2 separate regions of the Ovis aries genome follow, and region 1 is linked to region 2. A link is a contact called in public Hi-C data. All regions are on one chromosome and are shown on one strand. Each heading gives the region's core, a stretch centred on a gene start, on an enhancer-like site or on the middle of the called end of the contact. The rest is flanking DNA. Distances are from core to core; before and after follow the strand shown.

Region 1 (2,700 bases), core at 201-2,700, 150 kb before region 2:
GCCACATGCAACTGATTCACCCTTCTTCTAAGCCCAGGTCCTCGAGTCCTTCCGAGTAAACAACTGAACAACTGGTTGCATCCTCTTCATTAAACCTCTGAAGCAGCCAGGATTATGACAAGACAACTGCCACAGGGAGATGAACACGGAGACTATTTTTAAAGACACCCCCAGATCATGCGATCCCACTGCTTCTGCTCCCAACCACGCTGAAACCTGCCCCCTGGTAAAGCATTTCCTTCAATCCAGATGAAACTCCAAGGCCCCCAGACCCAAATGTGTGGGCAGAATCATAAATATTGGTTTATCCATCACTAATAGAGAAAAATTTTAACAGATGTTGTATACGCTGTTGCTGGAATGAATCTCTGCCACAGAATTATACCTTCTGTGGGAAGATTCAAGCTGAAAAAGCTGGCATCAATTTTTTCAAAGTGATCACCTCCCAGGGATGGAGCAGCAGGCTGGGCTTAGCAGATGTAAGCTATTATACACAGGCTGGACAACAACAAGGTCCTACTGTATAGCACAAAGAAGTGTATTCAACATCCTATACACCATAAAGGAAGAGAATGTGGAAAAGTGTGTGTGTGTGTATGTGTGTGTGTGTGTGTGTATTCTTTTTGTGGAATACAGATATGTAGAGATACACAGTATATATAGATACATACAGATATATAGCTGAATTTTTCTGTACAGAAGTTAACAGTGTAAATCCAATATACTTCAATTCTTTTAAAAAAAGGGATCACCTCCTAAACGACACTGCAATTTTACCAAATTTCCAGATTTCAATCTGCTCAGCAGAGACCTGTGGACCACGGACGTTTGACAGTCAGTCCTCGCAGGCGTTCATGACCAGAATCAGAGGCGATGCCCACGTATGCTGCGTACTAAAGCCTAACACCTAAGCGGATCTTATTTTCCCTCCAGTCCCTGTTCTGAACATCCTCTCTTTTAGACAGATAAGAGACCACCTTGGAACTCAGGGGCCATGTGTGCAAAGGTGAAGTGGGGACACAGCTGCGGTGCGGTTCAGCACACACGCGCCCCAGCGCCCGGGTGGGACAGCTGCACTTCCAACCCCGAGGGCTGAGAGAGCTGGGAAGCAATGTCGGCTGCACAGTGGCGGCCTCTGCTTGCACTTGAGGTATTCTTTCTACCCGAAATGCTGTTCTGTCCCCACTCCTCTGGCTATTGAATCTTACTCTTCCTTCAAGGTCAAACTCCAGGGTCACCCAAATCATGAAAGCGTCCCTCCTTTGCCCTCCCATAGTCCCTGGCTTATACCAGGACACCACCGACCATCCTTTTCCTTCAAGAAGAGTGTTACGTACATGATAGCACAAGCGGAAGCCCCTTAAGGGGACAGAGTCTTAGGTCCTCATTATAAATGCTTTGTGCCTCGCACAGTACCCTTCATACAGCAGACAAAGAAGTTCTGTTCAATAAATAAAAGATGGGCCATCTGTACTTTGCCTGTGACCTTAGCCATGCCCTCAGCTGTGGGCTCCTGAGTGCCTGCCTGGTGATGGAGAAGAAAAGAGAAACTCAGGACACAGAATCATGAACTCCATCGCCCACTTCCCAGAGGGGATCTGTCTCTCCTGCAGGGCCCACCAGGGCATCTGTTACAATTGGTACCTGGCACTGTGTCCTCTCATACAGCTGGAACTAAATAATGCTGCTCAGTGACCAACACAGAGAGGGAAACCTCCACTCCTGCACCAAATCCTCTAAGTGTTCCCCCTGACCCATCCAAACTGACCTGGGAAGTGACTGCCAGAATGGAGTTCAGGTGAAATCAAGAATCTTTTTTAAAATGCTTTTTTAAAAAATTGACATATAGATCAATGGAACCCAACAGAGTCCAGAAATAGACACATATTTACGGACAATTGTTTTTTATTTTATTTTTTCCCACCATACCACACACAGCATGTGGAATCTTAATTCCCCAAGCAAGGATTGAACCTGCGCCTCCTGCATTGGAAGCCCAGAGTCTTAACCAATGGACCTCCAGGGAAGTCCTAACAATTGGTTTTTCACAAAAGAACAAAAGCAATTCAGTGTTGAATCTTTTCAACAAATGATGTTGAAAAACTAATATTCACCATGCAGAAGGATTTATTTGAACCTTTTCTTCCAAATAGATCAGAGACCTAAATACTGTATGAGAGCAAAAACTATATCACTCACATGCCCTCTGAGTTACTGAGTGGCAATTTTGTTTACTACACTCATCAGAATTCACCAGGAATTAAGAATAAGAACAGTGCCCAGAATATAAGACAGGAAGTCAGGCCGTTCCAATCTGGAGGTACACTCGATGAAAATACACTTAAAAGGACTTATGATTTGTATTTATTAAAAATAGTTTCCAAAGTAATCAATTAGTAATTAAACCAAAGGACTAATTATAATACTAACGAGTCTAGAAAAACTGGCAATGCCAGCCACTTTCACCTAAACAAAAAAGGAGATCTATATTAAAAAAAGCAAAAAAGCAAATGGAATAGCCATACTGAAAAGGCTACCCAGTGATGCAGCTGGGCAACAGATCTAATTTGAAGGACAGGGATCACAATTCCTCAGTTTTCCATCAGTACGACTTACTGAACTCTTACTTGAAGCAGGTATCTCTTTCTTGACTCAATCTCATTCAAAAAGGGTTATCACAGAAAGAAAATCTTGCTTAAA
Region 2 (2,700 bases), core at 92-2,591:
ATATATATATTCTTCTTCCTGAGAATGGATTAAAATGAAGCTGCTTTGAAGTCGACGGACCCTCCAAAACTATTCTTTATTGATTTGAAATGATTTGCCACTTCACACGGAGAAGGCAATGGCACCCTACTCCAGCACTCTTGCCTGGAAAATCCCATGGACCAAGGAGCCTGGTAGGCTGCAGTCCATGGGGTCGCTAAGAGTCAGGCACGACTGAGCAACTTCACTTTCACTTTTCACTTTCATGCATTGCAGAAGGAAGTGGCAACCCACTCCAGTATTCTTGCCTGGAGAATCCCAGGGACAGAGGAGCCTAGTGGGCTGCCGTCTATGGGGTCGCACAGAGTTGGACACGACTGAAGCGACTTAGCAGCAGCAGCAGCCACTTCAAGAGCTGGGGGTACACTCCTTTCTTCTGGAAAAAGCAAACATGTTCTCTGACCCAAAGTCCAGGCCTCGCTTTCGATGTGGGGCTTAAAGTTCAGACAAAGGAAGAGAACTCTTGGGACCAGCAAAAGACCCCAGTTCCTCCTGCTCTGCTCCTGTTGCCTAAGGTTTGATTCCTGTTAAAATATAAATATCTGTCTATAGGGAATTCATTAAATAAATGACAGTATATCCATACAATGGACTACTTTGCAGCAATTAAACAAAAATGTTATTGATCTACATTAGCAAAGTGGGAAGGGTGCATACAGGATGATTCCTATTTTTAAAAAAATCTGTGTGTCTGTGTGTCTGTGTGTGTGTCTGTGTGTGTATGTGTGGAAATGAATAGAAAGATAGATGATTTATAGATAAATAGGCAGATAGGTAACTATCTACCAGAGTGTAAACAGCAGATATCTCTGGGCGATGACTAATACTATGAATGAATTTAATTTTATTCCTTATAATTTTTAACGTAAAACAAATAGTATACCAAAAAATTACTGAAAAGGAGAAGATACTATATCAAGGGTCAGAGAAAATATCAAAGGCTGTAGGAAGAAACAACCATTTAACCCAGTGATTTTAACTGTCTGGGGCTCATGGACACCTCTAAAAGCGTCCATGGAAACCTCTCTTCAGACCAGAGCCCATAAGCAAACACACACAAACTTCAAGTTACATCCTCAACTGTCAACCCCATTTGGCCTGCGTGTTGAAAACCAAAAAAGGGGGGAGGGGGGAAAGAATGTACAGTATTCAGAAGGGAAGAAAGGTAATTAGGAGAGTAAAGACAAAGCTGGCCTGGGTCATCATGGTTTAATATTTGGCCTTCTTTCCTTAAATAAAGGACTGTGAGAGTCCTCTGGTCTGATAGTGGATCTCTGCAACCAACAACAAACCGCTAGGCTGTGAGGGACAGAGACCCACGCACTGTGTCTCAGCACAGCCTCCTTGGGAAGGCGGTCTGAGCAGCTGGATTAGATCTCCGAAAGCGCAAAGGGACCTTCCTAATCGCCAATTCACTCCCACGGTGCAAAAACAACTCCATCTCCTAAAGCCAGCATAGTGACATAATGCGGCATTTTTAGCAGGGGAACTAAACAATAACCGCTCTAATTGAAACCCCGGTGGGGGATCTGGACTAGCACAATGGAGCTGCTGACCCTGGAAGCCGCCCAGCCTCGGCACCCGCATCTGGAGGAAGGTGCCAGGAAGCTGCCTCTGCCCGGCATTCTCTGAGGGCAGCAAGAAATCAGTGCGGAGATAAGACCCCGAGACACAGCCAGGCGGCCCGAGGCCCAGAGGCGGGCACGTGGCCTCTCACAAACGTTTACACCTGAGACATTGGCACACTGCAGTAAGCACAGTTCCAAAAATTTAAAAGAAAATAAAAAGCCTGTGAGGAATCAATTAGACACATTCAGATTGAGGGATATTTGAAGATAATTGTATCCTGGACTCTTTCAAAGAGGAAAAAGGTCAATGTCACAGAACACACATACTACCCAAAGCGGAAGCCTAACAACACAGTTATGAGCCTTGGTGGGAGTCTGAATTTCTCTTTAAGCTAAAAAGACAACAGACAACGGGGAGAATGTGAACCTGGATCACCAGCCGTTTATTAGCTGATTCTGGGAAACTGCTGTCCATTTTCTGAGGTGTGCAGATGGTATGCTGGTTGCAGAAAAGCTTCCTCACCTAAACTCATGCTGCCCGCACTTGTTCTCAGCTGTTTCCATATAAACAGGAATCGGTTAACGTGGCAACAGCTTTACAGTGAGTCTTCACTGTACTGCTCTCCCAACTTTGCTGTAAATTTGAATATTTTCAAAATGAAGGGCTGGGTAAGCAAGGCTTTTTATGGTGTGTGTGTGTGTGTGTGTGTGTGTGTGTGTGTGTGTGTGTGTGTGTGTGTGTGTGTGTGTGTGTGTTGCTTAGTGTAGGCCTGTTCTCACAAGATCAGATCCCCTGGGTTTATGTCCTCAGTGACAGAACCTAACTAAGTAATTGCTCATGTGAAAGTCGCTCAGTCGTGTCCTACTCCGCAACCCCACGGACTGTAGTCTGCCAGGCTTCTCTGTCCATGGGATTCTCCAGGCAAGGATACTGGAGTGGGTTGCCATGCCCTCCTCCAGGGGATCTTCCCAACCCAGGGATTGAACCCAGGTCCCCCAGAGCATCTCATAGACACTTGGAGAAGAACCAAAACAGATGCCGATGTCAAAGGGACCCCAGATCTCTCTGCCTCTGTCCCAATCACAGTTACAT

The links. A called contact is a pair of places that touch in the nucleus more often than the background predicts.
Region 1: a Hi-C map of hypothalamus shows a contact between it and region 2, with 7 times the contacts expected there. The contact joins two enhancer-like sites. A contact is called at or near these places in 7 of 16 Hi-C or Micro-C datasets (hypothalamus, liver, muscle and 3 more).

Annotation. Positions count from the first base shown.
Region 1 is chr20:3,656,336-3,659,035 of ARS-UI_Ramb_v3.0, reverse strand. The region is part of intron 5 of DST (dystonin); the gene reads right to left. Among named protein-coding and RNA genes, the nearest start is that of TRNAG-CCC, 70 kb to the right of the region's middle. Within about 2 kb of position 1,450, at least 12 of the 54 cell types and tissues checked have an H3K27ac peak or open chromatin away from gene starts, as enhancers often do. A contact at or near this core is called in hypothalamus, where this site is marked.
Region 2 is chr20:3,503,517-3,506,216 of ARS-UI_Ramb_v3.0, reverse strand. The region is part of intron 3 of DST (dystonin); the gene reads right to left. Among named protein-coding and RNA genes, the nearest start is that of TRNAG-CCC, 82 kb to the left of the region's middle. Within about 2 kb of position 1,341, at least 8 of the 54 cell types and tissues checked have an H3K27ac peak or open chromatin away from gene starts, as enhancers often do. A contact at or near this core is called in hypothalamus, where this site is marked.